2 separate regions of the Mus musculus genome follow, and region 1 is linked to region 2. A link is a contact called in public HiChIP or PLAC-seq data. All regions are on one chromosome and are shown on one strand. Each heading gives the region's core, a stretch centred on a gene start, on an enhancer-like site or on the middle of the called end of the contact. The rest is flanking DNA. Distances are from core to core; before and after follow the strand shown. Region 1 holds the start of Mdga1 (MAM domain containing glycosylphosphatidylinositol anchor 1). Region 2 has its middle 14 kb from the start of Ccdc167.

Evidence for each region. HiChIP or PLAC-seq counts read pairs in DNA pulled down with a chosen protein or histone mark.
Region 1: an H3K4me3 HiChIP or PLAC-seq map of embryonic forebrain shows a contact between it and region 2, with 5 times the contacts expected there. The contact joins the promoter of Mdga1 here to the enhancer-like site in region 2. A contact is called at or near these places in 18 of 39 promoter capture datasets (the 3T3-L1 cell line, the HPC-7 cell line, HPC-7-derived erythroid cells and 12 more), 1 of 15 datasets of contacts at CTCF or cohesin (large pre-B cells), 11 of 484 Hi-C or Micro-C datasets (the G1E-ER4 cell line, the HPC-7 cell line, LSK cells and 7 more), 16 of 115 datasets of contacts at active chromatin or transcription factors (bone marrow-derived macrophages, craniofacial prominence, embryonic basal ganglia and 10 more) and 2 of 9 other capture datasets (adipose tissue and pancreatic islet).

Annotation. Positions count from the first base shown.
Region 1 is chr17:29,886,132-29,891,787 of GRCm38.p6, reverse strand. Mdga1 (MAM domain containing glycosylphosphatidylinositol anchor 1) reads left to right here and starts at 3,210. Exons shown (of 17, transcript NM_001368423.1): 1 at 3,210-4,341. The coding sequence starts at 4,275. It overlaps Gm41559 (a long non-coding RNA gene), which reads right to left and starts at 1,887. Exons shown (of 3, transcript XR_003952341.1): 1 at 1,798-1,887; 2 at 1-811.
Region 2 is chr17:29,728,180-29,733,875 of GRCm38.p6, reverse strand. No RefSeq gene overlaps it. Among named protein-coding and RNA genes, the nearest start is that of Ccdc167, 14 kb to the right of the region's middle. Within about 2 kb of position 2,690, at least 54 of the 459 cell types and tissues checked have an H3K27ac peak or open chromatin away from gene starts, as enhancers often do. A contact at or near this core is called in brain, embryonic forebrain, hippocampal neurons and 3 more, where this site is marked.

The sequences.
Region 1 (5,656 bases), core at 1,961-4,460, 160 kb before region 2:
GAACTTGCACTCTTCCTTGCTTCCCTTGCAGGCTCTGACTCACAAGAGGAGAGCAGAAGAGACCAGAGAGCTGTTTAGGAATTGTGGTGTCATTAGAGACCTCAGCTACCCACCCATGCCGGACCCTGTCCCAGGACCCTGCTTCCCTAGCTCATCTCAGACACAACCAGAGTTGGCTAGTTCTGGGAACTTACTGGGGTCCAAGTGCTGAGGCTTCTCTGAGAAGGAAGGCTTTCTTCAGTGAGGAAGTGATGGTGGTCCCCAGATCCCCTGCTGCAGACTGATCCCATGCCTTGTGATTCCTTATGGTCCCCCCCCCCCCAGGGACATTCCTGCAGGTCTTGGGGTCTAGCTCTCATGCTCCCACATTCTTACCAGACTCATGTGTGGTCCAGAGCACTGTTCTAGTGCTTGTAGAAACTAGGAGATGCTGGCTCTTATGCTAGTTTCACAGCAAGAATTATGGAAGTGTGGCTAGTCGCCTCTGGGCTTGCATACCTGCAGCTTGGGAACCTTAGGAGGAAGGCACAAAGCTGTTCAGCCTGGCTACTTAGGATCCTTAGCATCTCTGTGAACAAGAGTAAGTCCTTAAGATGCCTGACAGTGCCCGACACAAAACCTCTGTCCCTGTAGCAGGTACCCAGTTCTCTCAACCACTGCTAGGTAGAAGTCCCACCTGCTTGATATCTGGGTGACAGTGAGGCCCAGACAGCTTAGGGCTGGACCACAAGCCTGGTGGTCCTCTGCATTCTCTGAGGTTGGCTGCCACTGTCAATTCTGAGGTTCAGTCCCAGGCAGCAGGCCTGGAATACTGTGGGGAGGAAATGACTGAGTTGACAGGCACACATGAACAGGCTGTCGAGGTGTTTACACTACACACAGCGAGTATTCACAAGTGGATTAGCACAGCAAATGTTCAATCCCAGCCTGCCAGGCTCTGGACTTCTGCTCTCCTCCTCCCTAGCCCTCCACCACAAGGCCTCGTTCTTTTCCAGGCCAATATGTGTTCAGACAGTATACCCATCCTCTCTGCTAGGCCAGAGAAAAGCAATTTGATGCTGTTTGGGGTTGGGAAAGGAATACAACAGTTTCCCAGAATAGGCAAAGCCAGAGAGAGCCTGACTCATCAAGGATGACTCCCTGGGAGCTTCCTGGGGGATTCTGGAAGCTTCCCAATAATGGCAACAGGACAATAAACCAAGCTACTCACCATCACCCCCTCATCTGATACCACTTCCCTTTCAGACTGAGTGGGAGAGGTAGGTGGGAAGACATTGGACGTCTGTGGATCATATCATGCATTTCCCTTCGAGTTAACGGAAGGCTGAGCACGTGGAAGGTAGCTTTGGACTGGGGGATCTGGCCCACGATGGACATCATTCATTCATTCATTCATTCATTCAATAAATCTCTAGTTGGCATCTGCTGAGTTGAGTTTGGACACCCTTAACTGAGCATTGGACTCCCACCCCTAGTAAGAGTAGGAAAGAAACAAAGGAGCCAGGAACAAGGGCGGGTAGCCTGGATGAACCATAAGCAAACTGAGAAGAGTCAGGCTGATGGCGCCCCTCCCCATCTACCAGGCAACACCTTGTGCTTTCCACTCCTCCTTAACAGGTTATGTTTGCCCAGGAGGGTCAGAGGAGAAACATCCCGGTGGGAGTGGGCTTGGAGAGGGAGGGATTTATAATTAATATTTTTAATTCATGCGCTGATTTACATGCAAGAGAATCAACTCTTTGGGTGATCAGAAACAGGTCTTTGAGTTTGGACAGATGCCTGAGGTCATGGACCCACCATTGCAGCAGATCCTGAACAGGATCTAACCTCCGAGCTTGTTAGCTGCTGCGGCTGTGCTGTCCGCGCTCCCACGGGCCGCTCTAGTACAATCCCTGCGCTCACGCCGAGATAAATAACGGCGACAGGTGGAGCAGGTAAGATTAGCAGGACCGGGTTGGAGGGAGGACGCTATCGGAGGCGCCAGGGAGGTCGTGCGCCTCTCTGCCCAGCCCACGCCCCTCCCCAAGGGCGTCTGGAAGGAACTACATCTTGGTCACAGCTTCGGGGAGGGCCGGGTTAAGGTGACGGAGTCTCGAAGTGGGGGGAGACAGGCTTCCCGGCTTGGCTGCAGGAAGCGCGAGCACCCCTAGGGCACTTGGCCACGCCTGAGGTCTCACGGGTAGGCAGGATTTGAGAGAAGCGGGCTGAAGGGGACCCTGGGTGTCCCTGTGGAGCTCTGGCACTGGGGTCTTGCTGGCAAACCTGTTGGCAACCTGTGGGCCTCAGCTAGGACACTGCAAGCTGCAAGCGCGTCCTCCTCCTCAGTGCCTCTGGCAGCGTCCCCGGCGCCCGACCCGGGGAGAGGCCGAGGCAGCTTGGAAAGGGGCTGGGGCTCTGCCAGGGGCGGGTAGTGGTGGTGGAGGTGGCGGGATTCCCAAGCCGAGCCAACATCCCTGCAGAGCGACAGCAGGCAACCGCCTCTCGCGCCAGCTCTGGTCTAGGAGAAGCAGACGCCTTGGCCTTTCCCTCCGATCCTAGGCTCCAGTATCACCTTCTCCAAAGTGCAAAACATTCATTAAGTGTCCAGTGCCCTGCAGGCTTGCGTCCCAGCAACCAGCCGCCGGTGCTTGCCCGGCGAGCGTGCGGCGAGCGTTTGCACCCGGCCAGGGCTTTGCCAGCCTGGGCTGTGCAAGGGAGGGCGGAGAGCGTGTGCGAGTGCGCGGCTGCAGAGCCCGCGCCGAACCCACGTTCCCGCTACTGTCCTCGGGATAGATGGATCCATTGCTGCTTTCTGACATTTTTCTGCCAGGGGGCTGGTGGGGGAGGCGGAGATAGGGAGAGAGAGATGGGGGGGGCGGGGAAAGAGAGAGAGAGAGAGAGAGAGAGAGAGAGAGAGAGAGAGAGAGAGAGAGAGAGAGACTGCTTCCCCCAGCCCTGTTTTGTTTTCTCTAATTGGTCCTGGGGGAAGCAAGGAAATTGGACAGAGGCTGGGCCGGGCGAGCTGGGCTGCCTTTAATTGGCTCCCCTTTTTTTAACTGGAGGGGAATCAAACAGGAGAGCGAGCGAGCGACAAAGGGTGGGAGAGCGAGAGACCGATCGCGGAGATGGGAGGAGGGAAGAAGGGAGGAGGGAGAGCGGGAGGCGGGGTGGTGGTGATGGGGAGGTGGAGGAAGCGCGGAATGAAAAGCTCGGAGGGACCAGAAAGCAGCACAGCGAAGCCCAAGTTAGGGAGCGAGCGGAGCGCTCCCGCGGCCCCGGAGCCGGAGTGGCCGCGGTGCCCCGGAGCCCGCCCGGCCCCGCCCGCTGGGGCCCTCTCGGGCCCAGGCCGCCGGGAGGGGGGCGGGGACGCCCAACTTGGGGCGCGGCGCAGCCCCGCTCTCCCGAGATCGCGGAGCCCGGGAATGCCACGGCGGCGGCCAGACGGCGGGAGAGGAGCGGGGAGAGAGGAGGCGGCCAGCAGCTCCTGAGCCCGGGCCTCCGCAAGAGCGCGAATTATTTTCAAAGGACTCAAACTTTCCTCTTTCCCTTGCTGGCTGCGGTCCCTCTTGCTTTGGAACCGTTCTCTGGATTCCCGCGGGGGCGCCGGGACGCGATCGCCTCCCCCGGATTCCTCGGCGGCGGCTCGGCTAACTTCGCGGACTCGGGGACCCGGAGCGCTCGCCCCGCTGCCGAACCTAGTCCTCGCTGCTCCAGCGCTCCAGAGGACCGGGACCCGGCGCCCTCGCCTCCGGGAAGGGCGCCCAGCCCGGCTCCCTTGGGTCGGGCTGCGGAGCCCTCCACACCTACTGCAGGACTGGAGCCAGCGGATTAACCAAAGCAGAGTCCGGGCCTCCTGGCCTGGCTCCGCGGAGGGGCGTCCCCTGGGCGGGGAAAAGACAAGTTTGTCAGGCATCGGTGGCCTGTTGGATCGGAGCGCGGCCGCCGCAGCAGAGAGGTCCCCCCGCGTTCAGCACCCTCGGTGGACAGCCCTGGGGACCTAGGACTGCTCGGTGGCCGAGCTTTCTGGGCCAGGGAGCTGGCTGCTGCGCCCGGTGCGCAGAGGCTTCAAGGTCTGGGGCAGCGCCCCCTGCGTCTCCACCCGGGCAGCCGCCCTGTGGGAAGAGGACAGAGCCGAGTCGCGGCTTGCTCAGACTCCTAGTCTCGGTCGCCGCCCTCTCCGTCGCGACTCAGGGAAAAGGAGGGAACGCAGAGGGCAAAGCGGTGCCCCGGCGGATGCGCCCCCCGCCGCCTCTCAGGCTGCGCCGCCTCGCGGGGATGAAGCACTGGCCGTGAAGATGGAGGTGACCTGTCTTCTACTTCTGGCGCTTATCCCCTTCCACTGTCGGGGACAAGGAGTCTATGGTAAGAGCCAGCGTCCCGCTCTACCCTGGCGGAGCCGCCCGGAAACTTTACAAGATCTTGCTCAAAGTGCGCGCTGCCGGGGCTTGGTGGATGCACTGATGGCCGCGTCTCCGCCCTCGCCTGGGCGCCGGGAGACCGAGCAGGCTGCTCCCGAGCCCAAGAAGCGGTCCTAGGCTATTGGTGTGAGGCTGGGGATGCCGGGGTAAGGTCTCGGCTTTCCGAAATCTTTCCAGGGGTTAGAGAGATCCGGAAGTCTTGGGAGAATAATACAGTGAGCTCAGGAGACCCGGGAAGAGCCCAAGCTCTGGGCTGGGGCAGCTGTTCCCACGGAATCCTTTTCCTCCCTCGGCTCAGCCTCCCGAGTGGAAGCGGGCGATGAGCGATCCGGAGTTGTGCGCGGCTGGCGGGCGAGAAGCTCTCCAGCACCGCGGCCCTGAGGCTGGCTCGCCTTCCGGGCAGTGGCCGCGGCTCGATCGCCTCTTCTAGCTTCTTGGCGGTCTGAGCTGTTGGGCATCCCTTAGCCCAGGCGCCGACTGTTCTCGGCATCCCTTTTCAGACCTCTCCTGAGCCAGCTCTTCCTGTCGCTGGTTCCCAACCACAGAACCCCAGCCCCAGCTTCCTTCTGCCTGCTCGCACACACAGACACATTCAGCCACAGTCCTCAGGAAACGCACACACGGCTCGCACCCATCCGGCTACGTGTCTAAACCCTGCCTCCCGCCACGCAGCTCTGCTCTTGGATGCCCAAGACAAGCTCAGTCGCGCCATGGAGTATTCTGATCACCTTTTCTCCACTCCATGCCGCGGGTTTCCTCACCGAAGACTCCTTGGTTCAATACTACCCAGGGTCATCCTCCCGACGTGCACAGCACAGAAAGTCAGTCAGTCCCCAGAGCCCATGGCCCTGACTTTGCGTTCTGCTCACCGCAGGGTGGGCTTTGTAGTTACTTTCTAATGATGTGTGGCTGGGGTGGGCAGGATTCTCCTGCTTTCTCTGGGGCTAAGAATCTAATTATTCTCTTTGAGAGTGGAGGGTGTTGGACCCAGACAGTGTGGGTGACAGAAGCCATATCCCCTGGCTACTAGCTTCAGGTCTTGGGTCTCTCACTGTGCCAGGCAGAAGGAAGGAGCGTCCCGGGGAGGGGGTATCTGGAAAGTATACGCTCCTGGGCTCTAACAGCTTGGGCTTAATTCCCTGGTGAGGCCAGCCCAGGCATCCAGCCAAACTCTGCTTCTTAATTAGTTTGTGTGTCTCTTACTGCCTGGCCCCTGGCATAGGCCAGAAAAGGCAGGCGGGAGGGATGCTGCAAGAGGC
Region 2 (5,696 bases), core at 1,441-3,940:
GCTGAGAGTTCTATATCTTTATCTGAAGGCTGCTAGGAGAAGACTGGCTTCCAAGCAGCTAGGATGAGAGTCTTAAAGCCCACGGTCACAGTGACACACCTACTCCAACAAGGCCACACCCACTCCAACAAGCACACACCCACTCCAACAAGGCCACACCTCCTAATAATGCCATTTCCCTGGGCCAAGCATATTCAACCATGACAATCAGCATAGTGAGTTCCAGGCCAGCCAGAACTATATAATGAGGCCCTGTCTCAAATAAACCAAACAAACAAAAAGCCCAGAGGTTCTGGGAGTTTGGAGCACAGCATCTGGTTGTCATGGAAGCCCACAGAGTGTGCCCCCATGGTCTTGGCTCCCCTCTTTGTGAGGACCGCTGTGTTCTGTATGAAGAACAGCACCAAGTGGCACAGTAGGAAGCACAGGCCTCTGAAGGGACTGAGGGACCAGATGTCAGGAAGGCAGACACTCACCACTGGACATTTCTGTGTGGCCAGCCTTAACTGATGGGGTTTCAGAGGCCCTAGATCAGCACAGCCTCTTTCCACTGTCTTCTCTGGTCATGTAACTTCTCAGTCAGCGACATGACCACACAGAGCCACAACTATATTTCCTGGCTTCCCTTGCAGCTATACAGAGCCGTGTTAATAAATTCTGAGCAGCATGGTACTATGGGAGAGAGTAGTGGCGGAGGGGGACCACACCCTGCCTGGGAGGGGCTTCCGGAATGAGTGCTATCTACATCAGATCCCCGGAGGGGCTACAAGATGGCAGGGGTGGGGATGGGCTGGCAAGAAGGGTGACAGGCTGTAACAGACAAATGCTGCATGTCAGGATGCTCCAGAGAGGGAGAGAGAAAAACTGACGCTCCAGAGGCTGAAGGTTTTGCTGAGGGGGAGGAGCAAGGCTCTGAGTGACTGCGAACTCTCTGTGAGTTCAAGGCCAGCCTGGTCTACACACACACACACACACACCACTAGTGTTCTGACTAGGCAGCAGGTTGGTAAGGCTCCAGTGTGGCATCAGGGTTGGGTTAGACCTCATGGGGAGCCCCAGAGCTTGTGTGCTGGATGCTTGGTATCCTATGTGGCACATCTTAACTCCAATGTCATTGCCACGAGCTGAGCTGGGCATATGGTCAACCTTCCCAGGGGGCAGAGAGCAGGCTAGGGGACTAAACCATTTGCTGACAGCAGTGGGTGGTGGCAGGGCCAAACTGGAACCTAAACATTGGCACTTCAGCCTGTGTGTCTACCTTGTCTCCCCGGGGCCACAGGTGTCATGGGGACACCTCATGACCTTAAGCCTTCCAGCTTAAGCAATGCAGGGATTATACTCCTGAGGGGGAGGGCATGGGATGGGACTCCCCAAAGAGGCAGAGACCAGAAAAAATGCTAAAAAAGAAGTCCCTGAATTTCCTCAGAGCCCCTCTTAAGTTTCTAGGGTCCTATACCACCAGGCTATTTTGATACCAGTATCATTTTTACAGGATTATTTGTAAGCTGATTCGTAGTCCTGTTACAGATAAGGCCCAGAGAAGGTAAGCAACTCACCTGAGGTTGCCCAGCTCATGAACTATAGAGTTTTGTACCTACCCAGTTCTGCACCGACCTTAGTCCACTTAAAGCTGCCTCGAACTGATAGTCACTCCCCCGGGGGATCTTCCCAGATCTGTGACAGAATGACAGAATTCTGTTCAGCTGTGGCTGCCTCCCCTACCCCCCTCTTTCCCTCCCTCCCCTCTCAGTCCCAGCCTGCTGCCACAATCTGTAGCCAACATATGCCTTCCAAAGGCTCCAGAGAAGCCGTTCTGTAAGGTTTTAAAATACGTAGTCGTAGTCTGGAAGGCTGGGGAGTCAGCTATTGGATGCCTCTCTCAATTTACTTAATCCCAGCACTTGGAAAACCATCTTCAACTAGAATCTGAAAGCCTTTGGACCCCAGAGACCTGGGTGAGCCATATCCCTGTGTCTTGTCAACGAGGCTTTCCCATGCCTATAAACTCAGCACTCTTACACCACAAAGCAGCTCCAAGGCCGTCCTTTGGGAGCCCCGGGTTGCTGGCCCTGGTCCTATCGGATCTAGCCAGCAGCATCTTCAGGCCAGGCTAAAGTGTTCCTCAGGGCTCAATGCTAAGGCGCTGGGTCCCAAGGTCTTTCCCAGGAAAAGCCCCGAATGTAGGCCAGCAAACAGATAAACAGATCCACTGCAGGGCTGAGCTGGGCAGGGCTTCCAGATGCAGGCATACAGATTTAAAACCAACACCCGTGAGCCACTGGGTGGACTGGAAGCCATGACACTGTTTATGGACGGAAATTTCAAAACCTGTGACTTTTAGGAACAGAAACGAGGTTGGCGGCGGGGGGGGGGGGGTGGAGAGGTGGGGGGTGGGGGGAGGATAGTGGTCTCCAGATGCTGAGGCCCGATCATCCAGGGACAAAGGCTGCAGTCCTGGAGTGTCCATCATTCATACCCTCTCTCTCTGGTCTGCTGCCTCCTGCCAAAATCCTGGCTCACCAATGGCTGGGGCAGGGGGAAGGCTTTTGATCCTCACCCCACAAATGTGAATGGCTAATGACAAAGGAGTCCCAAGGGACCTGGGCCTTTGTCCCAGGCACCTAACCACAGGGCAGCAGACCCTTCGTATTTCTCAGTGCAGCTGCCAAGACAGGGAGGAAGGCCGCAGGCATCAGGTGCCTGGGGTGGTAGCTGGCTGAATTCTGTGGATGTCACTCAGCAGGGAGGCCTGGCAGACCCTGCCTCTCCACCCAACTCTACCCTCCCCTCTCCAGCCTGTTTAGCAGCCAGCTCAATCCCCAGGAAGGCAGAACTCCATCCCATGGAGCCCAGGAAGCCAGGGTGAGGACCGTGACCACTACCAAGATGGAAATGCCTGCATGCCGAAAATAGACAAGCCGAGAGACTCTCCAGCGGGGAAGCCTGAGGCGCCCTTTCCTGAATGGCACCATCTTCCCTTTTGTGCTCTCAAATGCCACCCAATTGAGCAAGGCCACCAAAGCCAGAAGGCGAAGGCAGAGAGGGACAGCCTGGGGCGCTGGCCTCTGGGCTGCCTGCCAGGGCTGACAAGGCCGCCCAGACATCAATACCAGCAAGTGAAGAGACAAGAAAATAGCTCCCAGAAAAGGGCCCGTGTGTGTGTGTGTGTGTACAGGACGTGACCTGTCTTGTGCAGAGACAGCAGTTCATCCACGTAGGGCTGTCTGCCCACAGGCTCACCCCCACCTGGTGGCCACTAATGAGGCCTGGCAGCCAGTAGAGCCTTGTATTGCATGCTGGCCCAGCTGGTGGCCTAAGTCCCCTGTCACTAATGAGCCAGAGCCCACCCCTTCCTCTGTGACCAGTGGGGACCCTTTTGTCAGGCTGCATCTCTGCCACTTCCTGGGTCTTCAGAACAAGGAGCACAAAACTCCTGCGGTCATTTCAGCTTCCCCAAGAATGCTGTGTCCCAAAGCATATTTGGAAAGATGTCCCTAAGTCACATTAATTACTTTTTGTTATTTATTCCCTTTAAACGTCTCATTTTGGGGCTGGAGAAAGGGCTCAGTAGCTAAGAGCACTTGCTGCTCTGTCAGAGGACCTGGGTTGGGTTCCCAACATACCACATCAGGTGGCTTGCAATGTCCGATAGCTCCAGTCCTAAGGGCTCTGATAATCTTTTCTTGTCTTCAAGGGCTCATGCATGAATATGATACACATAGAGCATGCATACGCACGTGCGCGCACACACACACGCACACACACTACTTTTTAAAAAAAATAAAAGCGTGGGCTAGAGAGATGGCTCAGTGGTTAAGAGAACTGGTTGCTCTTCCAAAGGTCCTGAGTTCAATTCCCAGCAACCACATGGTGGCTCACAACCATCTGAAATGGGATCTGACGCCCTCTTCTGGTGTGTCTGAGGACAGCTATACTGTACTCAAATAAATAAAATAAATCTTAAAAAATAAAATAAAAAATAAAATCTTTATCATTTATGCATACATCCATGTGTTTATATGCCTGTATCGTGTGTGTTCAGGTGGTTATGGGGGCCAGAGGAAGGCTTTAAATCCCTTGTAGCTGAAGTTACAGGTGGTTTATAAACTTCCTGATTTAGGTGGGAGGAACCAAATTTGGGTCCCCAGAAAGAGCAGCAAGCACTCTGAACCCCAGAGTCACCTCTCTGGCCTTCGTTTGTTATCTACTAACTTAGTTATATATTTATGGGCATGTCCGTGTTCGTGTATGCAGGTGTATGCTGCCCACGTGTGTGGAGCCAGGAGAGAGCGTAGGGTGTTCTCCATCACTTTCTGCCTGTTTCTCAAGCAACAGCTCTCCCTGATCAGCTCATGTTTCCTCAGCGAGGCTAGAGGCTAGGCTAGAAGGCCCAGCAATCCTCCTGTCTCCACTCACCCTTGAAGCTGGGGTTACAGATACATGTGAGATGCCTGCCTTGCTGGGATCTGAACTCTGGTCCCCATAATTTTACAGCAAGCACCTTAACCCCTAGGACTTCCCTCAGTCCGCCAAATACTAAGAGTGAGGCTGAATCACCGCTTTGCTTCTTTTCCTTTCTTTTCTCTTCTTTTCTTTTCTTTTCTTTTCTTTTCTTTTCTTTTCTTTTCTTTTCCTTTCCTTTCCTTTCTTTTCTTTTCCTTTCTTTCCTTTTCTCTTCTCTTCTTTCTTTCTTTCTTTCTTTTTTCTTTTCTTTTCTCCTTTTCTTTTTTTTCCTTTTTCTTTTCTTTTTTTTGCTTTGTTTTGTTTGATACAAGATCTCGATATATAGCCCCGGGTGATAGCAACTTTATAGTAATCCTCCTGTTTCTGCCTCCCTAGTTCTAGGCTGAGTGGTGGATGCATTATGTCCAATATGCCAGATTCTTTTCTCCAAATGTGCACGAAGATACTCCTGGGGGTGGGGGGGTCAGTAGGGCTTCTGCACGGAATTCTATATATCCATAAAGAATAATGAAGTTGTGACACAGGAACACACTGGTCCCAGGATACACATCTTAGTTGCTTTTCTTTCTTTTTCTTTTTTTGTTTTTGTTTTTGTTTTTTTTTCGAGACAGGGTTTCTCTGTATAGCCCTGGATGTCCTGGAACTCACTTTGTAGACCAGGCTGGCCTTGAACTCAGAAATCCACCTGCCTCTGCCTCCCAAGTGCTGGGATTAAAGGCGTGCACCACCACCGCCCTGGCCTTAGTTGCTTTTCTATCGCTGGGAGGAGACACCATGACCAGGACAATTTACAAGAGAGTTTATTTGGATTTAGGATTCCAGAGGGATAAGAGTCTGGATTGGGGCTTTGGAGGACAGAGGCATGGTAACAGGAGCAGGACGCTGGGGGCTCACATCTGGAACCACAGGGAGCAGAGAAAGGAACTCAGGAACAGGGTCCCCTCTAGCAAGGCTACATCTCCTCAACCTTCCCAAATAGCACCATCAATGCCAAAACCTATGGAGGCCAATCTCAAACCACCACTGTTCAAGTCTAGAATGTGTTAACTAACGTGTCCCCGCCCCCCCCCCCACTGAGTAGCTCCACCCACTTCCTCCGCCTTCTCAGCGTGCCACACCCAGCTCAGCTCAGCAGCGACCCCTGGGATCTACCAGGATGACACTCAAAGAGGAACTGGCAGGGGGCAGAGGGCACCCCAGGAGACCCTCCTCTTTCCCTCTTGCTTCCCTGA